Linked DNA regions of Mus musculus: region 2 is linked to region 1. The links are chromatin contacts, called in public HiChIP or PLAC-seq maps. All regions are on one chromosome and are shown on one strand. The core of a region is the stretch at or near the end of the contact, and the rest is flanking DNA. Distances in the headings are between cores, read along the strand shown. Region 1 overlaps Cc2d1b (coiled-coil and C2 domain containing 1B). Region 2 holds the start of Zfyve9 (zinc finger, FYVE domain containing 9).

What was found. HiChIP or PLAC-seq counts read pairs in DNA pulled down with a chosen protein or histone mark.
Region 2: a contact with region 1 is called in an H3K4me3 HiChIP or PLAC-seq map of embryonic stem cells, with 3 times the contacts expected there. The contact joins the promoter of Zfyve9 here to the enhancer-like site in region 1. A contact is called at or near these places in 3 of 39 promoter capture datasets (the 3T3-L1 cell line and liver), 7 of 484 Hi-C or Micro-C datasets (brown adipocytes, cerebral cortex, embryonic stem cells and 2 more), 5 of 115 datasets of contacts at active chromatin or transcription factors (embryonic forebrain, embryonic stem cells, extraembryonic endoderm stem cells and 1 more) and 4 of 9 other capture datasets (adipose tissue, embryonic stem cells, liver and 1 more).

Annotation. Positions count from the first base shown.
Region 1 is chr4:108,633,974-108,636,673 of GRCm38.p6, forward strand. Cc2d1b (coiled-coil and C2 domain containing 1B) reads left to right here. Exons shown (of 25, transcript NM_177045.3): 25 at 1-149. Among named protein-coding and RNA genes, the nearest start is that of Cc2d1b, 15 kb to the left of the region's middle. Within about 2 kb of position 1,343, at least 24 of the 459 cell types and tissues checked have an H3K27ac peak or open chromatin away from gene starts, as enhancers often do. A contact at or near this core is called in embryonic stem cells and trophoblast stem cells, where this site is marked.
Region 2 is chr4:108,779,510-108,782,209 of GRCm38.p6, forward strand. Zfyve9 (zinc finger, FYVE domain containing 9) reads right to left here and starts at 1,330. Exons shown (of 19, transcript NM_001384118.1): 1 at 944-1,330.

The DNA of each region.
Region 1 (2,700 bases), core at 93-2,592:
TGCTTCCCAGAGGACTCGGGAACAGGAACGTTACTTTGGTACTATTGGTGGGAAGTAAGGGAAGGTTCTCTTTGGTTTGGTCCATGTACCTAAGGTGAAAGACTGTTAATTGGGGAGAAAAAAAGGAAAAAAGAAAAAGAAAAACTATCAGTTTTATGTAGCCATTTTTATTTTAAAACTAGATCTAATTCACTGTAGGGACTTTATACTCTGAACAGTGTGAATTACCTAGAAAAGTCTTCAAATGCCCTGCTCTCTGTCACTTTATCTATTTATGTACTTATTTATTTTGAGACAGGGTTTCTCTATGTAACAGCCCTGGCAGTCCTGAAACTCTTTGTAGACCAGGCTGGCCTCAAATTAAGAGATCCATCTATCTGTCTTCTGAGTGCTGGGACTAAAGGCGTGTGCAACCACACCCAGCTTCCCTGTCACTTTAAAAGCAGAAGCAGTGATCCACAGAGCCACTGCACCTGTGCATTCTTCTTCTGAGACGGCATGTCATGGAGCTGATCACCTGGCTAATCCCTGGCTGGCCACTCTGGCCAATCTTAGCTTTTGTAGTAAATGCAGGGAAATGAGGGGGCAGATCGTTGCAACAATTAATAGTCACAAATGCATTATTTTAGATTTTTAAAAAATCAGCATCCCAACTCTTTCCCATTTTAAAGCACTAAGTTCAGCAAAGTATCCCTCCAGATTTACTCTTTACTCTGTATATTTGGTTGTAGGAGGCAGGGTCTCACTCTATATAGCAGTCCACCTGCCTCAGCCTTCCTAGTGTTGGGATTACAGGCCTGAGCATGTGCCAGCCACCAGCCTGGCTTCCTCAAGGTGACTTGTGAAGGCTCTGCGTGAAGTAAACACTCAGCTGCTGGTCACTACACTGCTGCAGAAGCAGCTCAGGGCTGAGCTTCTCCCACTTCACGTAGGAGATCCCAGGGCTGGAGCTTGTCCAACTGTTAGTGCTTAACAAGGCAGAAACTGCACACAAGTGATGCCCCAGAACACACTGGCCAATCTTAGCCACCATGAGCTCGCAATCTCTCCTATGTAAGAGATTTAACAATGATATTCACATGATCAAGCAGTAATTTGCAATGAAAGGGTCTCTGCCTTCGTTAAGGGACCTAGAGCAGAGAGGGAGGACTTGAAGAGGTGTTGGTCCCCTGTATCTTCCTTACAGTCTGGCCTGACTCTTGATGATCCCCCATTGTGCTCCTCTGATGGAAATGTCTTAGTTTTCTTTGACTTCAAGGATCTCCCTTTACAACTTGGTCCCTTCCAGTCCACTGCATTGTTCTGCTTACTGAAAACAACCTCAGGCAGAGGGAGGCCAACAAAGCCACCCACTGGACATGGAGACAATCTTAAAAGGTCTTTGTTGTAGCCAAGGAATGCATGGCTAGGGGGAGGGGCCTGCATAAAGCCTCATTTTCTAAGACTTGATCAACCACAGTCACCAAACATTCACAGATAGAACCAGGCACAATGAAAATCCTTTTTTAAATATTGCACTGCATGTCCTTTCTTTCGTTCTTCCTTTTTTTTTTTTTTTTTTTTTTTGATTTTTTTTCGGTTTTTTGAGACAGGGTTTCTCTGTGTAGCCTTGGCTGTCCTGGAACTCACTCTGTAGACCAGGCTGGCCTCAAAATCAGAAATCCGCCTGCCTCTGCCTCCCAAGTGCTGGGATTAAAGGTGTGCGCCACCACTGCCCGGCTATTGCATGTCCTTTTGAATTACTGAACTAAACAATACATACTTTATTTTAAAGTCAGGAAATAGCTTTGTGGCTTTTCCCTTCTGTAGCACCACTTTAAGACCTGTGTGGCCCCTCTCCTAGTTATTTAGGCTTTTCCCCCACAGGTTTGTAGCATCCCCTTAAAAGATCTTTGCACTAAGTGAGGTCAGCTGTTGTGAGTATAAAACAAACCAGCTGGGCTGGGGCTGGCAGGCAGGAAGCCTGTACCTGGTGTAGTTCTAGTTCTGTCCCTCTCTGGCCTCTAAGATGGACGTCAGCAGTCTTCTTAGTCCTACGAATAAGACTTAAAAACCCCATGCCTGTTATTTAATACAAACAGTTAATCCCAGACTCAATGCTGAGCAGATTACTTACTAGAAATACATTAAACTTGGGGGCTGGAGAGATGACTCAGCAGTTAGAGCTCTTCCAGAGGTCCTGAGTTCAATTCCCAGCAACCACATGGTGGCTCACAACCATCTCTAATGGGATCCGATGCCCTCTATTGGTGTAGTTGAAGAGAGGAACAGTGTACTCACATAAATTAATTTTAAAAAAGAGAAATACATTAAATGCCTAATTATCTTTCAGATGGCCATAGAGAAATCTAATTGGAATTTGGGGTACCCTAGCAGGACCCAGTGTAGATGGAGAAGACAGAGACTGGAACTTAAACAATCTCAGCATTCTACTACCTTGAGTATGGGAGTAGCATATTGCTATAATCCCAGCACTTGGAAGGCCGAGGCAGGAGCGTTGGGAATTGAAGGTCTTCTTTGACTATTCTGAGTTCGAGGTCAGCCTGGGCTACATGAGAGCCCACCTCAAAACACCAGGAAATACATTATACAATATATGCTTACAAATGAATTTGGTAAGCATACAATAGTTTTTAAATACACCAGTGCAATTGTGCTCTTCAGTGTAGATGCTCTGTATTTATCTTTTAGGGTTAAATC
Region 2 (2,700 bases), core at 80-2,579, 150 kb after region 1:
ATATCTGACGTGTAATGTCAAACTACAATCACTAACTTTTTTTTACATCCTTACCAGAACAAAACAAATCATTTTTCTTGTACAACTGAGTTTATATCCCATTTTCGGCATGTCCTTGCAATTAGGGTAATTAGTATGATTTAAAATCTTCTTGCCATCCGTTCTCTATTTGAGTAAAACATTTTTGTACCAAGGACTGGGGCATTAAAACATTTCCTGTCTCTCTAAAGGTGGAAAAGACATCTTCCTAAAAGATTTTTTTTTTCTTTTTTTAACTGTGAGTAGCTAGGAAACTTAGCATAGCAAAGATGGGATGGGGCTTTCTCCAAAGCAGACCTCGCTCAGAGACAAGATGTAACATAAGGAGGAAAGGATGAGCTAGCGGCAGGTGATGAAATTTCACCTCAAAAAAGGACGCAAAAGGCTGTGTCTCCAGCAAGGGAGGCGTGAATGCTACTCCTGGAGTACCAGGGGCTCCGAGTGCCCCGCACTCTCTGCACCTCAATACTCACCACTCCCCACCCAGGGGGTGGCTCCGCAGGACTCAGTACGCGGAGCAGGCAAGCCAAAGCTGTTTGCAAACAAGCGTCCTCTGCCTCCCTCCGGGATGTGCTCGAAGGGCCCTGGGAAGGAAGGCACGCTCGGCCCCGCCCGGGACAAACGCGAAGGGCACCGGTGCGGCCGCCAGCCCGATCTTCACGTACCCGGCCGCGCCGGAACCCAGGCCCGGCTAAGGGCTTCCCGGCGACTCGGGGCCTAGTCGCCCCCCGCACGCCTTCAATCTCCCGGGGACCCACGGAGAAAGGGCCGAGGCCCCAGAGCTCCGGGGTGCCCGCGGCGGCCGCACTGGCAGGACGCTCCGTCCGCCCGGCCCAATAGCTGGCGCCAGGACCCCTGGGCGGCGCAAGCAGACGAGCCCCGAACCGCAGCGCGCCACACTCACCGCCTCTCCATGGCCCGGGGGTCGTCACTCAGCCGAGAGCCTCGTCCTCAGCGGGGCTCCGCCGCGAAGCCTCGCACTCCTGAGGGGGCTGCGGTCTCAGCGGCCGGGACTGAGGCCCAGCGCCCCTCCAGCCGCCTCAGCCACGCGGGTCCGGGAAAGCGCGGCCGAGCGCGGCCGAGCGCGGCCGGGGGCGCAGCTTACGGCGGGACAACCGAGGCGATGCAGGCAGACGGGCTCGGCGAAGCCTCGGGCGCCGCCGCGGTGGCCGCTTCAGCCGCCCGCGCCGCTGGGCCACAGCGCCCCCTGGACCCCACGTCCCGCTACGGCGCCGGGACTGCGGCGGCCGCACCGGGCACGAGCGGCAGGGAACGCGAGGCAGCGCGGCCTGGGGGTGGCGGGGCCCCGTGCGCCCTGCGCCGCCCGCGGCCCGTGGCCCGCCCCTGACGCGGCTTCCCGGGAGCCGGAAGCTGTCGGCTCCCCCCACACCCCACCCCCGTCAGACCCCAGCACCTTTTTCTTCCCTCCAAGAAGGTATGTGAATGCTTTCGTCACTCGTCTCCGAGAGCGGGAATGTGAGGGAATCTCGGTTCATTTCTCGTGGAGACAGGGGGTCCCTTTTAATTCCCTCAGTGCGTCAGTATGAAAGGAGCGTGACCCAGAACAAATCCCTTTTTTCTTTTCCTAAGCACATGCACAATCCCTTCCCAAAGCAGATAAAGGAATCATCTTTGACCTCAACTTTTTTGGAGCTACTGTGCAGATTCACTACAGAAATGTGCTATAGAATTCCTTAAACCCTATCCTTACCTACAAAGTAGGGGGGAGAAAACAAAAAACAAACAAACAAAACAAAACAAAATTTAAAAAACGCTGACAAAGAGAAGAGAATAACCAACGGGTTGTCCTGAAACCGATAAACAACTTAAAGGTAAGAAAAGACTCATCCTTTTACTAACTTAACCCTGGCCACCACCTCTACCACTTCTGGGTCACCCACCCCTTATCAAATCCTAGATAAAAACTCTGAAAGAAGGAAATTGTTGTGGTTATATTAAAGGCTATGCAGTCATTTTGTTTACAAATGCCTCCTGTTTGATCTTGCCCAGCCTCTAGGATGCTAACATAACGTCACAACTAAAGACTGTCAGAAGGGAAATAGGAAAAAGAAAAAAAAAATTTTAAATCCCCTGGTCCCTCAAATTCCCAAATACTGTGTTTGTTTGGTTGGTTGGTTGGTTGGTTTTGTTTCTGGGAGCTATACTGGAACAAGCAAGGACTTTGGTGTCAGGCAGATCCTGATGCCACTGGTTCCAGTTACATCATGTAGAGTTTTATGACCCTGGCAAGTTATGTAATATTTTTGAACCTCTGTTTTCTCCTGCCTGCCTAGCTGGTTGTGAAGGTTGGGGATGGAAGGACGGGCCTATAGTTCCAATTTTTGTTAATTCCAGAACACCCTAACACTTACTTAGTCATTCTTAATCTGGAGATTGTGCCCATCTGTGTGTGTTTATCCCACCACACTCCCCAACCCCGCTCGTGTGTGTCTGTGTGTGTGTGTGTGTGTGTGTGTGTGCGTGTGCGCGTGTGTGTGTGTGTGTGTGTGTGTGTGTGTGTGTGTGTGTTCCTATCAAAAGGTCATTCTCATCATCCTGGTCTAAGTGAAATTTCCCTGAATTTCACTCGTGCATTTATGTAACATCCTCCTCTGAAGAGGAGAACCTAGTACACTGGATCCTTTGACATTCTACAGCACA